Regions from separate parts of the Macaca mulatta genome. Here regions 2 and 3 are each linked to region 1. A link is a contact called in public Hi-C data. All regions are on one chromosome and are shown on one strand. Each heading gives the region's core, a stretch centred on a gene start, on an enhancer-like site or on the middle of the called end of the contact. The rest is flanking DNA. Distances are from core to core; before and after follow the strand shown. Region 1 holds the start of U2SURP (U2 snRNP associated SURP domain containing). Region 2 holds the start of ATR (ATR serine/threonine kinase). Region 3 holds the start of PLS1 (plastin 1).

Region 1 (3,181 bases), core at 192-2,691:
CCCACCCTAGTCCTCAGAGCAATACTTTAAAATAAAAATCTGACCATTTCAACCTTGTTAAAGGCCGATCTTCATTCTGAGAATAGCTTTTTTTTTTTTTTTTTGAGCGGAGTCTCGCTCTGTCGCCCAGACTGGAGTGCAGTGGCCGGATCTCAGCTCACTGCAAGCTCCGCCTCCCGGGTTCACGCCATTCTCCTGCCTCAGCCTCCCGAGTAGCTGGGACTACAGGCGCCCGCCACCTCGCCCGGCTAGTTTTTTGTATTTTTTAGTAGAGACGGGGTTTCACCGTGTTAGCCAGGATGGTCTCGATCTCCTGACCTCGTGATCCGCCCGTCTCGGCCTCCCAAAGTGCTGGGATTACAGGCTTGAGCCACCGCGCCCGGCGAGAATAGAATTCAAACTCCTAAGCACGATGGTGACCTCAGGGCGCTGTGTGAACCTGCACCCACACCCCGTCCAACCACGTCCCTCTCCACACCTGATCTAATAAAATGACTGCTTAGGTGACCTGCAAGACCGGCTGTACTAATTTATGCCACAGGCTTTTACCTCAATTACTCCCTCTTTCTGGAATGTCCTTTCTTTCCTTGCCTGGCCTGATTCAGGCATAGTCTTCTCAAACAAGCTTTCCTTCTTTGAATCTAGGTCCTGATTAATAACTTTTTAAAAAAGTACTAAGTACAGAAAAGTTTAATATGATGCTCCCCCATTTATGTGATTAAAAATGAAAACAATACTAAAGTGTAAAATGTAATCTTTAAAAATGTCACACAACTTTACATGCATGCTAGATTTAGAACACCGTCTGTATTTACGATTTTCTCTCATTGACTGTCTCCACGCGCACCCACTCTGCAGACGCCCTTAACAGTGTCTACTGGATCACCCTCAGGTTGGGTCAAACGCTCCTCTTCTCGGCTTTTCGGGCGCAACCGTATGTCAACATTCACCATCTTAAGATGAGCAGACTGCAAGCGTGGGAGCTGCCGAAGTGGCGAGAACAGCGTTTCCGTCGATCAAGCGCCAGGCCACCGGTCAGCTCCAGTCCTATTTTGAGTTGAAGTAAAAGCTACTCCCTAGATGGCCAGTGCACGTCTTTAAAAAGCGGCTCCCTTCCCACAAAGGAAATACGACTGGTTCGCATCTGTCAAGGGTTGGCGTTGGGATAAGAGAGTGAAATATCAGCTGGCCCTGGACAAGGAGATACTCTGAATTCCCGGACCCAATAACGTGACCAAACACCGTGACTCCCAGGAAAACTAGCGTAGTGAGCGCGGCTGAGGAAATTACTGACACCGGAAGTCACGTGAGCGGCTTCCCCCAAGGTCGCTATCTCGACAGTCGACTATTCAGCCTTGCAGGCTCCTCTGGCGGGCTTCGCTGAGATCCGCTCTTTCGGTGCTCGACTCGCCCGTGCTGCTGCTGCCGCCGAAGGAGGGGCAAAGCTCAAGATGGCGGACAAAACGCCAGGCGGATCTCAGAAGGCCAGTTCAAAGGTAATTTCTGACAAAATTTCGTAAGTCAGCGGATCTACCACTGTCGTCTGGGGCCCACAGACGCTTCTGGCCTGTGAGAGGCGATTGGGATTGGGGTCTGCGTTCTGCTCGGGACGGTAGGCCCGGGCGCCGCCGCACCGTGGTGCGCAGGTTGAGAGGCCTGGTATCTCCCCTTATTCCCAGCCTGGATTCAGCTCGAAACTGGCGTGCCCAGGGGGTGGTGGCGTGAGTGCTTCGGCCCGCACTTGGCGTTGGAGTGAAATCAGGAATTCAGATTGAGGTCTGAAGTCGTGAAAACGCTCTCCTGTATTTCAGCTTCCTGCGCCCTGAGGCCTCCAGACAGCGCCTGGGAGAGAGGCGGGAATCGCTTCCCGGTGCTTAAGTGCTGCTTTTTTCTCGGTTTTGGATCTCACTCACTTCCGGCCTCCCTCAGTTTCCCTCCAAGGAATAAATAATCTTTAGGGTCGCCAGCTGTGAGGGGAGGACCACTAGGGCAAAGACGCGAAGTGGGAAATGCAGAGGCGGGAGCAAGCTCTCCTTTGCAGTGCTTCATAGCCAAGGTTAATGTACACGCTACACGTGGTCTTTACCTTAAGGGGAAGTAAAAAGCACTTTTTAGGGTAGAGGACTCGTGGTCTCTTTCTTCATGTTGAAGAAACACAGTGAAAAGAGAAGCCCCGTAGACTTTTAAGCTACATACGATTAGTAAATTGCATTTGTGTTTACAGGGAATCCTGTGCACGTATTGTGAAACCAGTGAGCTGTGGTAGTAGTTCAGCATTAGTAAGGTTGGGTTCTTAGTTGCCATCTTGGGCGGGACATTTAATCGTTGTTTGCTTTGGTTTTCTGGTCTCGAATATATTAATTGGTACTGCCACTAGGTAGTTAAACTTCCCGATGCTGATGCAAAAAGGTGTATAACACTTTTTTAGGTGCTGGGGACTGTTACATCTTAAAGAGTATGTGTGACTATAAATCAGTTATTAGAAAGTTAAATTTACTGTAGGAGAGAAGCTTGCTTTTACAGTTCTGAGAAACATCAACTCGTTTTCTACTTGCGTTCTCTAATCCGACTGTTTATGCCACTTGGTGAATGATGTACACCAAAATAATTAGTTCATAATTAGTAATGGTCTTACCAGACATCCTTTAGTTACGTAGAAACTTTGATAAGGGGCCAGTTTCGGCTGCTTTACAAGGTGTTGTGTCAGTTTTTTTCCCTCCTCAGTACATTTCGTCTTCTCCCCCTCTTTGGGGGCGAGGGGAATACAGGGGTAACTCGCTCTACCAACTCTTCTCAACAGACTCATGACAAGAACATACCGTTAAGGAGCTATTACTAAAGTTAGCTACGTTCATAACAAGTCATGCATAAGCCTCACAATTTCTGTTTCTTCTCAAAGTAATATTTTAAGTATTCCCTACTTGAGGTCTTGGATACATTGAAAACATTTCAATGTCTGTGTTCAGACTTCCTTCTGAAATAGTACTTTTCATGATTGTGAATGATGGCTGTTCCCTATAAATAAATTATTGGATTATCCAGTAATCTTTTCTGTTTATATTGTCTTAGATTATAATCTCTTGGTGCTGTTAACAGATTTCTTACTGATGTCTGTAAAAGGAATCAGAATATCTTAACTAATTTGGAGGCTGCATAATGTAGTGGGAAGATTATGAATTTT
Region 2 (3,181 bases), core at 483-2,982, 430 kb before region 1:
AAAATGGATCAGCTTTTTTGATTCAAGTAGTTTTAATGAAAAAGCCATGACAATTAAAAACTATTAGACAACTCTCTATGGGTCAGTTTTTCTATTCTTTCTCTTGGCATAGCTACAAATAAATGAAAGGTAACATAAGCTCTACTGATGAACAGACTATATATAATCCAAGAACCAATTATTTTTATTAACAGGACCCACGGAGGAAGACGCAAGAGGGAAGAGAAGTATTAACCAGCTAATTCTACTTTAAAGCAAAGTGGGAGAAACATACCGAGCTTCACAGTGAGCCTGAAAGATGAAATTTGTAAACCACCTTCCTACAATGATCACTTTTCTTCATCTTCTTTTAGAGATGTAGAAGTTAATTTGTAAACTAAACACGAAGTATATTTGCCGCAGATAAAAAGTGGAAAAAATTCATACACTCAAAAATAGTGACGCAGTTAGGACAAGAATGATCCCTTCATTTATCCTCTTATTCATATATTGAAACTAGATTATTTGGATGGCCAACCAGTGGAAATGAACACAACTGCGCTGCAAAAAGAAAGAGAAGTAGCTATCCCATTGGCTTAATGTCAGCTTTGACTTTGTGTGGGAAGTTTTCAAACAGTTTAAGAAACTGGGAAGCAGTTGTTCCAACTGATAATTTAACTGCAGTAGCACCACGAGCTCATTTATTTCTTGTTCACAGGTTAGAATTAAACAAAACAAAACAAGCCCTACCGAGTCTTTAGGCCTGGTTCAGGGAAGCCTGCCTGTGTATTGAAGGGGTGTGGCAGCCATCAACCCCTCTCCCTCCTTCTTTTGGTAAGATACTGGTTTTCACGAGGTTTACAGACAACAAGCATTTGCAAACCAAATATTAAATCGTCTCCAAATTTTGGCAACACTCTGTGCACGCTGAGATTTTGTGGACCCTGAGGTCTATCTCTCCAATTTCTGACTAAAACAACGGATCGGGAACTGGACGATCAATACGAAGGAGGTCACATCTTCAGTACGTACTGTGACTTCAATTCAAAGAAAAAAATTGCCTGTTCCAGCAAGTGATGTCACTTGCAGAAAATAAGAAGCGGTGATTTTCTTCCAAGGACAATTTGGGGACAAAATGTAAGGCTAAAAACCAATTCCTCCACGAGTGATCACGAAGAACAGAACCTGATGGGTCAAGTCCCTCGTCTAAGGAAAAAGATTTTCGAGAAGGAAATGAGTGTAGAAAAGTGACCAGAAAGCGATTATCAGGCACTCTTCCCTCCAGCTGCAGGAAGCAAACTCTCGGGTCGGGGCTAATTCTCGGGTCGGGGCTAACACCCACGGGCTGCTGCGGTAAACCAGGGCCAGCAGACGCCTCTCTCCCCTACGGACCGGCTTCCCGCAGGTTTGTGGCGACCGCCCCATGTCCTATCAACTGGCACTCTGAGGGAGAAGCGCCCAAATCAGCCACGGAGCATCTCCACAAGGGCCGCAGCGCGGACTTAGGGGATGCCAGCCATGGCGCGGCAGGGGAGGGGAAAGCATGTGAAACCCCAGCCGGGACCGGAGGAGGAGGATGCAGGACCCAGGCTGGGCCTACCCCTACCTGCCGAGCTCCCGCAAGGCGGGGATCATGGAAGCCAGCTCCACACCATGTTCCCCCATGCTGGGGCTGCGCGGCACTCTTCAACCACGCCGACTCGGGTTCCCGGTGTCTCCAAAGCTACCGCTGCCGGAAGAGCGCGGCGCCCGACGGAGCCTTGCGGAAGCCAAAACTCCTCCCGGAAGCCGCTACTGGCCCCGTTTGCCAGGCCCTGCGTATTTTCTGCTTAGGACCCGGGGGAAGCCGGGAAGCCGTTAGCGGGCGGGGCAAGCGGGCTGGCGCGCGTCGGTCGAATTTCCCGGGTAGCGTCAGCCTTCGTTCTCAGCACCCAGCGAGCAATGTTCGTGAAGCTTTCGTTTTGAGCGGCCAGACTCTACTGTTCTCAAGCCTGGGAGGCACAGCGAAGCAACATCCCCGGATCGGGGGAGAATAGGGCTTGAGGGCCGCCAGCCCAGACTCTCGCTTCACAAATGTGAGAACGATGACAGCGAGTAAAGGCCAAGAGTAGACTCCAGGTTTCCCCAGAGTAACGCTCTCACATTTTAAAAGTTCCTCAGTTTCCCACCGCTCTTGTCCCTCTTTCTGAGAGATACAGGCCAAAAGGTGGGCTCTCCCTGTTTTTTTCCTTCTAAGCATTCTTTTTCAACTTGAAGTCACTCTTAGGTTTCCTTGAGGACCCTACCAACCTTTAATATTTAAAAATGGGGTTGGTTTATATTTTTGTCTCATCAAATCAGCAGCAGTACTATGTGTGGAAATGCCACCATTACGGGCATCCACAACCTGTGATTTAATTTTTAAAGTAAAGCAATGGGTTTTGGCAATACACATTTTCTAGCTCAATTTATTGGAAAGATGATCACTATAAGAGATTGTTGACATGTCGAAGTTAGGTAGTTAATCACTCAAAGTCATGCAGTATGTTTACATTTGTTCTTTGGTACATGAGGATAGTTAACTGATACAGGATCTTTTAAAAAAGTGATGTAATGACAGCCAAATATGCTCTTGCCTCAAGAACTTTCCATTTGCTGTACTCTGCCTTGAACGCCATTCTGTCATTGCCCCTTTCCCTTTATGTGTTTGCCAAAATAACACCAAAGAGCTTCATATAGACTAACATATATACACACTCTCTCTCGCTCTCTCTTTTTTTTTGTTAGAAACATTGTCTTACTCTGTTGTCCAGGTTCTAATGCAATGAATGTTGCAATCATAGCTTACTGCAGCCTAAACCTCCCAGGCTCAAGCGATTCTCTCACTTCAGCCTGGGCTCAATTGATCCTCCTGCCTCAGCTTCCTGAGTAGCTGGGACTACAAACATGCCACAACGCCTGGCTAATTATTTTTTGTAGAGACAAGGTCTTGCTATGTTGCCCAGGCTGGTCTCAAACTCTTGGCCTCATGCGATCCTCCCACCTCGGCCTCGGCCTCCCAAAGTACTAGGATTAGAGGTGAGAACCACCACACCCGGACATACTATGTTATTGTTTCTCTTCAGTTACAATGTAAGCTCCTGGAGAGCAAGGTCTTGTCTATTTTGTTAACTATCAGATACCCAGGACCTAAAACAGTGCCTGGCACATAGGTGGTATTCAG
Region 3 (3,181 bases), core at 196-2,695, 410 kb before region 1:
CTAGTTAGTATTTTACACTTAGAAACACTTTTGGGAAACAGTTTTATTAATGGTATATTTACAAATCATATCTTAGGGTTGGCTGCTTTTACAGAGGGTTGTTACAGACATTTTATATGGATTATTTTTCGCTCCGTTTACAGAGTATGACTTTTTATTTTACCTTCCCCAAATCAGGTTATACCATATTTAGAATCTACATTTCCTCATGAACTTGCCCTGGTCAATATTACCACGAAATAAACAGATTATAAGAGTATTTCATGAAAAAAGTGTTTTCTTATCAAACTTATTGGTGAATAATTTACATACATTTTTCATGTTTAAAGTGTACAATTTAGCGATGACAGTTGCATACACCTGTGAAATTGTCACTACCATCAAAACAGAAAATTTCCATCGTCCCCCTCCAAAAATATTTTTTCTGCTCATTTGCAGTTTATCCTTCCCTCCACTCCTGGCTCCAGGCAATTACTAATCTGGTTTTTGTCATTAAAGGTTAGTTTGTACTTCATATAAGTGGGATTATTCAGTATGTTTTGTCTCTAGTTTCTTCAACTCAGCATACCGATTTTGAGAGTTATCCATATTGAGTCCTGGGTGAGAGAATATTTCTTCTTTTTTATCGTTGAGTAGTATTGCATTGTATAAATATACCACAATATGTTTTTTCATTTACATGTTGATGGACAGTTGGGTTACTTCTGCTTTGGGGCTTTTGTGAAAAACAGCTGCTATGAGCATTCCTGTTCAAGTTTTTGTGTAAGCATATGTTTTACTTTCTCTTGGATAACATCTAGGAATGAAATGGCTGGGTCATATGTTAGATGCATGTTTACTTTTTAAATAACTATTTTGCTTTATTTTGTGAGAACTGAACTTAACTCCCCCTGCATATCTAGATAAGTATCAGATAAGGATACTAAATTTACCAGATTCTCTAGGTGGCAGGTGGGAAAAATCAGATAAGAGTCCTAAATTTACCTGATTCTGTAGGTGGCAGGTGGGAAAAATTCCTTATCTTCCCTCTCTGTGGCCCACCTACTTGCATAGTTCATTGCTCGTCCAAATTCTTTGGGTTCTTAAAATAATTTCAATTTCGCTTTTTTTTCTATTGTTACCATCTCAAGGTTGGTTGGGTGCCTATTCCGTATTGAATATTGTGCTAGGCGCAGAAGGGGCACGTGGGACTTTGAGTTAAAGGGGCAGCAAAACCTTGTTCTGTTCTCTGGACTGAGTTGGACAGACCACAACTACGGATTATGCTTCAGGCAAAGTATGTGAGAACTCTTGAGGCAGCATTCCACTTACTTGACTCACATGCGAGAGAAAATATCCCACTTTTGTTTGTGTGGGCTTTCGTTATATATTTATTTTAATCAGGTGTGGCTGTTAAATGACAAGCAAGCAATACGTGAAACAAACGAAAAAAAAGAGAGAGAGTGAGTAGGGGAGAGAAGCAAGTCTTCTTTAGTAACGTATACCCTCTCTTTTGACCTGCAGGTCCCAAAGTGTGGTACCCAGACTAGTAGCACCAGTTTTCGCTGAGGACATGTTAGAAATGGGAACTGCCGCGCTACGCTCCAGACCTAACTGAATCGGAAACTCTGGGTTTGGGATCTGTGATTTTAAAAAGCTCTCCAGGTGATTCTGATCCACGCTCAAGTTTGAGAACCGCTGTGCTAAACTCATTCCCAGGGTGTAGGTGGTCATCTTTAGACTTGGGTAACTGTAGGGGGTAGAGATAACGTTGCCACAGCGCCCATCCACCTCTCCCCATCCATGCTCCCAGCGCCGGCAACTCGTCTTTCACCCTTAGCCTGAACCCAGGCTCTGGGCTTCCCTTTCCTTCCCCCTGGGAGCCGCAGGCAAAACGTGGCAAGTGGATTCAGAGTTTGCGGGCCCGGGTGCCGGCCGAGCATGCGCAGTGGCGCGAGCGCAGCGGCTGCGCGGGCGCGGAGAGGTAGCCGCAGAGTAGACCTGCAGGTACTTGGATCTCCAGTGGGAGCTGCGCTCTCTAGGGCAGGACGGCGGCGGCGGCGGCAGGTACGCGGGGGTGGGGATAGGGCCCAAAAGGAAGGCTGGACAGACAGATGGAAAGCGAAGCGTTACTCCTTTCGGGGCGCGCGGAGGCTCGGGGGCAGTCTCTCCGGGTCCCCTCGCTCGCCTCTCGTCTCCCGGCTGTGCAGTGCGGCGCCCACCGTCCTCCGGGCGCGCTTCTGTCCGGTCCGGGCAGGCAATGCCCGCAGGTGTTAAATCGCGTATTTATGCTGCTTAAACAATAATCCTGTTAACTGAGTTGTGATTCCCTGCATTGAAGTAAGGTATTTCATTAAGTTTTCTGTTTTCGACTTTGGGTGGCTGCCGGTGAGGCTTTCTGATCCAGCCTGTTTTGTTTTAATTCTGAGACTGTTTTATTTGCCTTTGGCCTTTCGGTGCATAGGATCAATAGGGCTGTAGTGAAATCCCATCCGTGCTTTCTGTTTTTGGTACCTTTCCTGGAGCATAGGGACCTCTGGATGCGGCATAAAAATGTCAGTTTTCAGCGAATTTCACTGCCAAAAAACTTTCCGTGTTTCAGCTGCATTTTCAAGTGCAGAATTTACAAAATTTAAGATTTCCCCCTAACTTTTCAATTATTACTGTATTTCGGGCTTCATTTGGCATTACTAAAAGGAAGCCGTCGTTCAGATGAGTAACAGAGTTCTCACCTTTCCCCCTTTACTTACTGTGTCACATTTTATGGCTTATACCGTGATATTTTTCCCTCCAGCCACGATGTTGGATATACTTGTATGAGACTTAAGCTGTGTTGCATAAATTTCTTGAAGAACCTGTGAGCCAGAAGCAAAATTTCAGGCCAGGGGGCCCACACAGAACTTGAAGCAAGTTCTTTTACACGCCCCCCCCCCCAACCACCTTTGTAATCAGCTCTCCTTTAAATTGAATTATGTAATGAAATTCTATAGTAAAGTGTTAAATGTGGAGGCATATATATATATAGAGAGAGAGAGAGAGAGAGAGAGGTAGTAAGTTTAGGAAGAGGAAATTTTAAGTTCAGGAAGAGAAACCTATATGGAAAGGGAATACAGGTATTCTGCCCCCCTTCATTCCTCCCATGATAAATGTTTTAATGGCAGAAATAATATACAGTTGGTCTAGTTTGGGCTGTAGAGACCTT

The links. Hi-C and Micro-C count contacts between places; a contact is called where the count stands out from the background.
Region 2: a Hi-C map of fetal cortex germinal zone shows a contact between it and region 1, with 5 times the contacts expected there. The contact joins the promoter of ATR here to the promoter of U2SURP in region 1. A contact is called at or near these places in 5 of 14 Hi-C or Micro-C datasets (CD4 T cells, blood, cortical neurons and 2 more).
Region 3: a contact with region 1 is called in a Hi-C map of fibroblasts, with 3 times the contacts expected there. The contact joins the promoter of PLS1 here to the promoter of U2SURP in region 1. A contact is called at or near these places in 6 of 14 Hi-C or Micro-C datasets (CD4 T cells, blood, cortical neurons and 3 more).

What each region holds. Positions count from the first base shown.
Region 1 is chr2:45,976,948-45,980,128 of T2T-MMU8v2.0, forward strand. U2SURP (U2 snRNP associated SURP domain containing) reads left to right here and starts at 1,442. Exons shown (of 28, transcript XM_028843754.2): 1 at 1,442-1,496. The coding sequence starts at 1,452. It overlaps LOC144339461, which reads left to right. Exons shown (of 5, transcript XM_077994094.1): 5 at 893-1,264. The coding sequence ends at 1,061.
Region 2 is chr2:45,548,593-45,551,773 of T2T-MMU8v2.0, forward strand. ATR (ATR serine/threonine kinase) reads right to left here and starts at 1,733. Exons shown (of 46, transcript XM_015131992.3): 1 at 1,586-1,733. The coding sequence starts at 1,644.
Region 3 is chr2:45,566,278-45,569,458 of T2T-MMU8v2.0, forward strand. PLS1 (plastin 1) reads left to right here and starts at 1,446. Exons shown (of 16, transcript XM_028843750.2): 1 at 1,446-2,046.